3 separate regions of the Zea mays genome follow, and regions 2 and 3 are each linked to region 1. A link is a contact called in public Hi-C data. All regions are on one chromosome and are shown on one strand. The core of a region is the stretch at or near the end of the contact, and the rest is flanking DNA. Distances in the headings are between cores, read along the strand shown. Region 1 holds the start of LOC100191383. Region 2 holds the start of LOC542393 (phosphoenolpyruvate carboxylase 4). Region 3 holds the start of LOC100273133.

Region 1 (3,223 bases), core at 262-2,761:
ACTGTCCGGTGCGCCAGACCAGAGGTGCCTTCGGTTGCCCCTTTGCTCCTTTGTTGAATCCAAAACTTGATCTTTTTATTGGCTGAGTGTGAACCTGTTACACCTGTATAATCTATACACTTGGGCAAACTAGTTAGTCCAATTATTTGTGTTGGGCAATTCAACCACCAAAATTAATTAGGGACTAGGTGTAAGCCTAATTCCCTTTCAGTTTTTCATAGGATCAAAAGGATTCTACAGACAAAAAGGACCCCACGAATGATAGATGCAACCACATCAAACCCATAAAAATGCTCTTACCTACGATGTCTCAGTTTTTGCTATCAATCTTATGCTATGCGCAGCGGTTACCGCACGCTGCCCCCTCCGCTACGTGTAGGGGCTGCAGTGCGATGCTAAAAGCTACAGCGGTGCCCCCCTCCGCTGCCCCCTAAACAACGATAAGTTTCTCTCTCCCTCCCTTCTAGTGTTCCTCTAAACGATGTAGCTTTCTTGACTTTTGTGTCTGCTATTAATTGTTAGTTTAGAAAGAATGATAATAGATGATAAATAGTAAATAGTTATAGAAAATGATATTTTGTGGTTGTAGTGGGTATATGTGGAGAATTTAGGTAGAACCGTTGCGGAAGGGTGAAATCTGGGTGACGTGTCGAAAAAGTGAGGTATAGAGGGCAAAATTTAGAGGGAACTGTTGCGGATGCCTACCATTTTGTAACCAAAATACCAAATACAATGAATGCACATTTAAATAACCCTTTAGATATTCTACTAAATGCAGCTGATGTACTTCAGCTTATATTTGTTTTAGACAATGACCCACTTAAATATGGCTTGAAGACTATGTATGTCATCGTTTTATTTCTAGATACAATATATGCATATACAGTTAGCTGTTAGCCCTTAGATCATGCTACCCACTAATTGAAGATAACTGACAAATACAATCTATAATTTTTTTTATAATGAACAATACCGAGCCAGTATTAATATTTAAACCTTCCCTTTATTTGCATAAAAAGAGAATATTAATATTACATTATACCTGTACCTTCATATATAACATCTTTTTACACATAAAAATTTGTATCATCACAAAAAAACAATAATAACGTGCGCTCGCGCGCGTCAAACAATAGTTTAAGGGTATGTTTGGTTCACTCCTAACTTGCCACACTTTGTCTAACTTTTCTGCCTAAAGTTAGTTCTTCAATTTAGATGACTAATCTTAGGCAAAGTGTGACGTAATTAGTCACGAACCAAACAGGACTTAGTACTCATTGATATTATGGACTAAACTTTGATCAGAAACCAACCATCCCTAGCTTTTAATTTTGATCGAGGAAAACATGTCCTTTCACGTCTAAGGCCAGGAAGCAGCTGCAGGCCCGTACTGGGCTATGGGCTGTGAACCTGTTGCCAGTCGGGTGAGTGCACGAGGCCCCGCCCACTTTCTGCTTCTCCCGTATTGCCGTGCCCTCCTCCCTCTCCCTGCTCGCTCTCTCCCTCTCGTCGCTTTCTTTCCTGGTCGCGCCGCCCTTCATCAGGTCTCCTCCGCCTTAGCCGGTGAAGAGCGACCAGGTACGCGTACGCCCCTTCCCCTTCCTTCACCTCCCTCTGCGAATCGAGCACCCGAAACCCTAACTAAGCTACATGTATTCGGATTCGGATCCGATCCAATTTCCATGGATATGTGTACTACATATCCACTAACTTCGATTTCTGGCAAAAACTATTGTCGGATAAACCATGCCCTATAAATGATGCGCCCATGACTATGCTGCATGTTTCAGTTGATTTTTTTTCTCTCGAAAAGTTGTTGAGTTGCGAAATTTCAGAGCATAGGCTCCTCACTAAGTTTCGCCTCATGTTTGCATTTTAGGCCCAATAAATAATCACCATGGCTCATCAAAAGCGTGAAGGCAGCTACGCCGATGATGATAGTACATCCAAGCGCATCAAAGGCACCGACACTGCTTCTGAAACGGGGGACAGTGTAGAGTCTAGTGTTTCACAGCAAATGGATGCTGAAGCTAGGAGGACCTGCCAAAAGGAAAGCGAAGCACCATCGGACAAATGCGTTTCAGATGGGGAATGCGCTGCAAACTCTAAGGTTTTGGGTGAGCAGAAGATGGTATTGACTGTTGTCGAGGCTGATGCGGCGGACGACAAGGGTTGCAGGCACACTATGGAGGACGCCTGGGTGGTGCTCCCCAATGCTGGTGCAGAATCCCCAGGAAGCTTGAGGTCATCATCTTTCCTGTTCATATTAAGTACTCGCATGCATTGCTGATGTATGTAGTTTGAGGTGTACTGGATGGTGCAGGTGCGTACATTTTGCGATTTATGACGGGCATGGTGGTCGCTTGGCGGCAGATTATGCACAGAAGCATTTGCATCAGAATGTCATCGCTGCAGGATTACCACGTGAGTTGGTCTGTTTACATTTTCCACTGTTTTTTTGTGTTTATGTTAGTTGTTCTGACACTTTCTTCCCTTTGAAACTTCTCTTATAGGCATTTTTTTTGCTATGTTTCCATAGCTTAGGAACAAATAGTTTCTGTTATATGTACGCATTTTCTTGCTAGTGTTATTTTATGCAAAATTTTCATGGTTTGCCATATAATTAAGATATTCCCAGTTCATTTTAGATGCACCTTTGTTAAAAAATTGAAATGCTCTGCTGTTATCTAAATACTGCCCAATTATTTTGCAGATGGATATTAAAGCTGCAAAGAAGGCTGTAATTGAAGGTATTCAACACTCCAAAGTTAATTATTACTTGCTCCTTGCTTGTCTAGGAACTATTGGTCTTAGATCGACTGTAAGGCCCTCTAGCTGAATTAGTTATGTGGTCTGAGTAGCACTCTTCAGTTCCTTAGTTTGACTCCCCATGGGAGTGAATTTCAGGTTGGGTTAAAAAAAAATCTTCTCGTTGTTCCACACGCCAAAGCGTAGGTCTAAGGTTCTGGTCCCGGTTGCGGTCGTTCTCACATGGACTATAGTGCCACCGTGTATGGGTGGGGCAAGGGTTCGGGGTTTTTCTTGACCTGTGTGAGGTTTTCTCTTAATACATTGTTTGAGGGCTGTCTTACCCTCCGCAGATCGAGTTTTTTTAAGAGGGAAGATTCTACTTCTACTGCTTTCAAAATCTTAGTTTCCAAATGGGTTCTATTTTATGTTTGATTTGCTCTCTTGCTATTCTTTGATGCTTCCAGATTCAATA
Region 2 (3,223 bases), core at 392-2,891, 390 kb before region 1:
CATCTTCACGTCATGTCTTCCTCGAGCACAAACTCAAGTGAAGGAGCCGAAGGGGGAATGTGCAATGCATTGCAAGCAGCCATGGAGGAGGCTATGCTCAACCTCAATGAAGAGTCGTCGAGCAGGCCCAAGCGTCGTCGACGCTACATCAATCGTGATCGTGAGTCTGCCCATGATCGGCTTCATCAAGACTACTTCGCCGATGACTGTGTGTATCCTCCAAATTACTTTCGGCGTAGGTATCGCATGAGGCGACAACTTTTTTTGAGTATTATGCTTAGATTAGGTGAATACTCTCCGTATTTCACCCAAAGAGAAGATGCTCTGGGTCGACTCGGGCTCTCTCCCCTACAAAAGTGCACCGCAGCTCTGCGCTTGTTAGCCTATGGATCCGCTGCAGATTCGATAGATGAGTACTTAAAGCTAGCTAGATCAACTGCATTAGAGTGTCTAGAGAAGTTTTGTGAGGGTATCATTCATTGTTATGAGGAGGAGTTCTGTCGTCGACCAAATGTCGCGGATATTCAGCGTCTACTAGCAAAAGCAGAAGAGCGTGGCTTTCCAGGCATGCTAGGAAGTATCGATTGTATGCATTGGCAGTGGAGGAATTGTCCGGTCGCCCATGCCGGTCAATTCACAAGGGGGGATATCAAACATCCCACCATCATCTTAGAAGCTGTTGCATCGTATGATCGGTGGATCTGGCATGCTTTTTTTGGGGTGGCCGGGTCCAACAATGACATTAACGTACTGAATCAGTCGCCATTATTCAAGGATGTCCTTCAAGGTCAAGCACCCATAGTGAACTTCATGGTTAATGGACATGAACACAATATGGGATACTATCTTGCCGACGGCATCTACCCTTCCTGGCCGGTGTTCATCAAGGGTATTCCGCTTCCACAAAGTGAGAAACATCAGTTATTCACAAATGCTCAAGCAGCATGGCGCAAAGATGTTGAGTGCGCTTTTGGAGTGTTGAAATCTCGGTTCAACATTATAGCAGTTCCTGGACGTTCTTACTCTCAACGTACTCTTGGTTTGATCATGCGTGCATGTGTCATTTTGCACAATATGATCATCGATGACGAGCGTGATGCCGATTTAGACGAGACATATGAGACAGTTGATTCTACAGTCGGCCCGTCGATCTACTACAATGCAACCCCGAGCCTAGCAGCTAGGATTCAAATGGACAACGAGATGACGGACACATCGATGTATACACAACTACTAAATGATTTGGTTGAACATGTATGGGGACATAATAATCATTAGATTTATGTAATTTTCTATTAATTATTATGTATTTTTAAATCGTCATGTAATTTTATTTTAATTATTACGCAATTTGTAATTTTTAATTCAATAAAAATATTATGTTGTGTGTTTTCTGAGCGTTGAAATAAATCCGCGTGAATTACTTAATTCTGAAATAGAAAAGCTGATGTGGCTATAGCCTGAGGCTGTAGCCTGCTGCAGCCTGTGCACTGGAGCAGCAGAGGCGAGAGTGGAGGCGAGAGCTGACGTGGCAGTGGCGAGAGGGAGGCTGTGCACTGGACTCAGCCTAATGCTTTCCATCCTTCCTCCGTCTATAAAGTGGCCGCCAGAATCCGCTCCTCCTACTAAAGTACTACTCTGCCCTCTCCTGGCTCCTCTCCTTCCTGCTTGGTTTTTGCTTTCAGCTCTTGAACCGAATCCACTGCCGCGGCGCTTAGCATTGGGGACTAGGGGGCCGACATGGCTGCCTTAGGGGCGAAGATGGAGCGTCTGTCGTCGATCGACGCGCAGCTGCGGATGCTGGTGCCGGGGAAGGTTTCGGAGGACGATAAGCTCATCGAGTACGACGCTCTCCTCCTCGATCGGTTCCTCGACATCCTTCAGGACCTCCATGGCGACGACCTCAAGGAAATGGTACCTATTCTTCCTGCAACTTACGTGTCCCCACTGGTTCCTATACTATTGTGTTTTGTTTTATTGGCTCGGGCTTGCGGTGCAGCTTTAATCTTGGGTTGGATCCAAGTAATCTAGTTCAGTCATGTGTCCTGTACCTGTTATTTTACCTTTATTTTGTATTTCATATATATATTTTACTTTTCGTTCTTTTTTCCTGAGAAAAAAAAACAGTGAACAAGTATCAATATTTAGTCAAAAAGAAGGCATGAAATTAAGGTCTTCTTTGTTTTCTTTTCAGAGTCCACACCTCAGGTTTAAATACAAGGCGGTTGATTTCCTGCTTAATTTGGTGTGGACAAGAATAGTATTCTTTTAGAATATAAAAAACATAGTGGATGACTAGGTGCTGGATTCACGTTCCTAGTGTTCCTTGTTTTTTTTTCGTTATTGCTCAAAGATTGGTTTCTTTTTTCAGTGGTAAAGGAGACTGACCATCACAGATCTTTTGATTGATTGGTCGGATAGGTTCGAATTTTTAATCTCAATCATATCGGTAGAAACATGGCTTTATTTGTGGAAAATCCATTTGTAACAAGTGTGGATCTTTAGTTGTTATATATATTCCTGGTCCATTAACTGACTTTGGACCGATTGATTGATTGAAACAATGAAACCTGCAGATTCCACGACATCCTTTGACTGCTTGACTTTTCATTTTCCTTTTCGATGGCAACACATAGTGGGCACTGGGCAGACTTTATCCCCAGGCTCCAGCAACTTAAACTTTACAGCTGATTTCAGAGCTTCTTCTAGAACTGGCATATCATGTTAACCCCTGTAGCACGTGAACCCCTGTTATCTTTCTAACACCTTCCGTGACAGAACATGGACACCTAGAACGTATGACAGTCAGCTAATAGGCAAACTATGAAAAATCTTGGATCAAAATAAAGCCTCCGTTCAAGTGGGCTAATAAGGCTAAGTTCTTGTATTGTTCAGTAAGTGTGACTTACCGTATTAAATTTATTTGACATGGCCAGTTGGCAGCAATACTATAGCATATGTAAATTTATTTGGGATTGATATGTGGATTGAGTACGGTCACTGGTAGTAAAAAATCCAGAAACAGACACAGACCTATCTTCTTTCTCTCTTTGTTAATCATGTATGGTCATTAATTGAGTCCTCTTGCTGATTAGGTTCAAGAATGCTATGAGGTAGCTGCTGAGTATGAAACAAAACATGACTTGCAAAAGCTTGATGAACTCGGGAAGATGATAACAAGCTTGGATCCTGGGGACTCTATCGTGATTGCTAAGTCTTTCTC
Region 3 (3,223 bases), core at 310-2,809, 340 kb after region 1:
GCGATGTTCTGGAACTCCACGTCGCTGGAGTTGAGGTCCAGCCCATCCACTCTACCAGATCGCGGAGAAGGGATAAACTGCTCCCTATGAAGACTTGGCGCCACTTCATCTGAGAAGAGACCCCTGTTCACGGGATTGGAGGGCGACCTGATAAGGGTCGTGTGGTACTCAGCCTCGTCAGAACCGAAGAACATGGCTGCAATTAGAGAGACCAAACAATCAATAACGAACGAGTATATACAAACAATCAATACTCTGAACATATCTCATCATATAGATGAGTTCAACATTACAAAAAGGTAGCCATAGCTGCTATAACTCATCGACCACAAAAAATCTAAAATATGTCATGGAATTGAGTTTGACATTATTACTTCAGTACTATGCATACTATAACTAGGAATTCACAGAAGTAATTTCAGTGCAGTACTGCATCTGCGTATGTTTGACATCACACATGCAGTATCCATAGATGGCTCCCCTTTTAAAATCAGTTATCTCACTGTCAGTAACTTTATACATATAGATGACTCCCCTTTTAATACATATTTATGTCGAGGCAGAAAAACCCCATGGAAGCTTAGTTGGGTTCCCAATGTGCTAACACGAACTATCATCTCTAGATGAAGCAGAATTTATAACTTGAAGCCATGGCCAAACAACATCTCAATGCCAAGCAGTATAGATGCTTCCAGCTCCCAACGATTCTGAATGCAAGCTGAATTGTTCTACTTCCAAATGCACTCGTACTTGGTGGCGTTGTTCAAATGCAAAGTAGATTCTACTACTACCAGCATACATATGCTCCTAGCTCCCCAACGATTCATGCATGGCTAGAAGCTAGCTCCTATAGAAATCTAGCGGAATCCAATCTAGCGGAATCACCGTAACCAGAGAAGTGCACTGGGAGAATACTTGAGGAAGGGCCAGTACGTCTCTAAAATCTAGCGGAATCTGGGACGCACGCACAGGATCTCGTCGTGGGCGAGATTAATCAGCTGAAATGAAACAGGCAACGAGACGGGATGATTCGCACCTTGTGGATTGACGATGTAGGGATGATGGCAGCGTAGAGGACGACAGCAGCGTAGGGGACAGCGGCGGCAGTCACGGCGAGGTCCAGCGATGGTGGAGGGGATCAGTGGGAACCAGCGGTGGTTGCAGGTGGGAAGACGCCGCTCCACCCTATGGGGCTCGGCATCGGCGTGGAGGTGGGCCGTGGTGCCTCTCGCGGTCCGGTCAGTGTGGAGAAACAGGGGATTGATTAGCTGGTTTTAGCCGGTGTGGGATAGCTAGGAAACTAACGGATATTTGGGATATAACTAATTATTAGTTGCACTTTTAGTTGAGCTGTTTGGATGCATATAACTAATATTAGCAGCTAATTATTAGTTTTAGTACATTCAAACACACCCTAAATGTGTATGTCAGATAAGATCTCAGCTACACATAGGACGCTTCGAGTGCATGCTTGGACCAGCCCAAGATTACCATATCCGACTCTATTTGGGTTTAACCGTTCAGCCGGAGCCGTAGTCAAACACGCCCGGGTGCGTGCGTGGCCTACACCGTTGAGCCGGAGCCGGAACCGGTTGCCTGCCCGGAGCCATGAACGCCTACCTCCACTAACTCACACTTCTCCTAAAGTTTCCCCACCCCCGTCCGCCGATCCACCACCGATCTGGTCTCACTGCATCCTCCTCCCCTCGCCGTCCAAGAGCGCCGGTCCGATGGGTCGTCCGCCGAGCACCACTGGTGCTCCGGCCTTCCGCTTCCTCCCTTCCGAGGTGGCGGAGATGGAGGCGCGCTTGCTGCAGCTCAACAACGGCATCCCCACCCGCGCCATGCTCCAGACTCTCGCCGATAAGTTCTCCGCCTCGCCCGAGCGCGCCGGCAAGGTGGCCATCCAGCCCAAGCAGGTCCGGCGCCGCCTCGTCCTCCAGCTTCGTGCTTCATATTTTTTTTATTCGAATCAAGTCGAATCCTCCCCTTCCCCACCCTCACCCCACCGGCCACCAGCCCTTCCTTTATGGGTGATTTTGATTTAGGGTTTCTCTCTGATATGTGAAACTTGGATATGGCTACGGCTGGTCTAGGTGTGGAACTGGTTTCAGAACAGGCGTTACTCGCATCGGGCCAAGACCACCAGGGTCGTGCCGTCTCCACCGGCTAAGATGACCCCCTCGGGGGCCGATCACCACCAGCACGCCGCTAACGCCTCCGCCTTCAGGGCCGCTCAGCCCTCTTCTGTCGCTGTTGCTCACCATGGCTCCTCCTCGACAGGTGATTGATTCTCCGTCTCCGTCTCCTCCGCATGTGATTCACCACTAACCAATGTCGTGATGCATTCAAATGCTCTACTGGTATGGGATAACCCAATTGTATGTGTACTGTGCGATCAACTTGTTGCTGCAAATGCACGAAACCCTACAAGGACGCTGCTACCTGTAAGGTTATGTTCATAGTGAAAGGGTTCCTCCAAGAACATGAAGTGCCCTACAAAATCAATGTTTGTTGTGGACGATGGGGCCCAGTTGCAAGCTTTGAACAATCTGCAAAGCTCACCAATGAGAGTGCAAAGATTTGTTAGATGGATAGTGTGAGGCATTAGGGAAGACCTGGGGGCATCATGTTCTCTTCTCAAAGACACCGGGCACCAGTTTGAGCTGAGCAATTCTTTCATCTTTGCATGCTCAAATCTATGTGCTAAAATGATATGAGATGCAGGTGGAATGCGGCCACACCAGTGTATGTGGCCGCAGCAGTCATAGATAAAGTGGCTGCGGTGGAGATCTGAGGATGGATAGTGAGGTGTCATGGAAGTGTCTGGTGTATGCGGCCACAGCAATATAGATATGGTGGCGGCAGTGGCAGTGGAAATCTGTAGGAAGCATAGCTCTAGGCATCAGGGAAGACCTAGGTGCACTGCATTCTTGTCTTCTTGAAGTTAATGGGCACCTAGTCGAGCATAGCAATTCCTTCATGTTCGCTTGCTTAGATCACGGTGGTGAAATGGCAAGAGACGCTGATGCAATGTGGGGCCTGGTTTATGCATCTCTAGAAGTCGTAGTATAGAAGCAACAACGACAGCAATGCCATGTACATGCTTGTTCTGTTCTAAGATGCTGGAATTGGCCAGCAGGGAAATGTGGTTTTTTATTCTGGCCATACAATTTGTTAGTCCATGAACTCTAAATGGTTTCAACGTTTCGTGAACTCCTGA

The links. Hi-C and Micro-C count contacts between places; a contact is called where the count stands out from the background.
Region 2: a Hi-C map of tassel shows a contact between it and region 1, with 3 times the contacts expected there. The contact joins the promoter of LOC542393 here to the promoter of LOC100191383 in region 1. A contact is called at or near these places in 2 of 25 Hi-C or Micro-C datasets (ear and tassel).
Region 3: a contact with region 1 is called in a Hi-C map of tassel, with 2.6 times the contacts expected there. The contact joins the promoter of LOC100273133 here to the promoter of LOC100191383 in region 1. A contact is called at or near these places in 3 of 25 Hi-C or Micro-C datasets (ear, leaf and tassel).

What each region holds. Positions count from the first base shown.
Region 1 is chr7:90,323,872-90,327,094 of Zm-B73-REFERENCE-NAM-5.0, reverse strand. LOC100191383 reads left to right here and starts at 1,511. Exons shown (of 11, transcript NM_001136817.1): 1 at 1,511-1,578; 2 at 1,880-2,244; 3 at 2,324-2,432; 4 at 2,714-2,750. The coding sequence starts at 1,898.
Region 2 is chr7:90,709,240-90,712,462 of Zm-B73-REFERENCE-NAM-5.0, reverse strand. It overlaps LOC542393 (phosphoenolpyruvate carboxylase 4), which reads left to right and starts at 1,641. Exons shown (of 10, transcript NM_001111968.1): 1 at 1,641-1,914; 2 at 3,096-3,223. The coding sequence starts at 1,741. It overlaps LOC109940864, which reads left to right. Exons shown (of 1, transcript XM_020541201.2): 1 at 1-1,568. The coding sequence starts at 13. The coding sequence ends at 1,278.
Region 3 is chr7:89,980,028-89,983,250 of Zm-B73-REFERENCE-NAM-5.0, reverse strand. It overlaps LOC100273133, which reads left to right and starts at 1,559. Exons shown (of 7, transcript NM_001147580.1): 1 at 1,559-1,919; 2 at 2,097-2,283. The coding sequence starts at 1,731.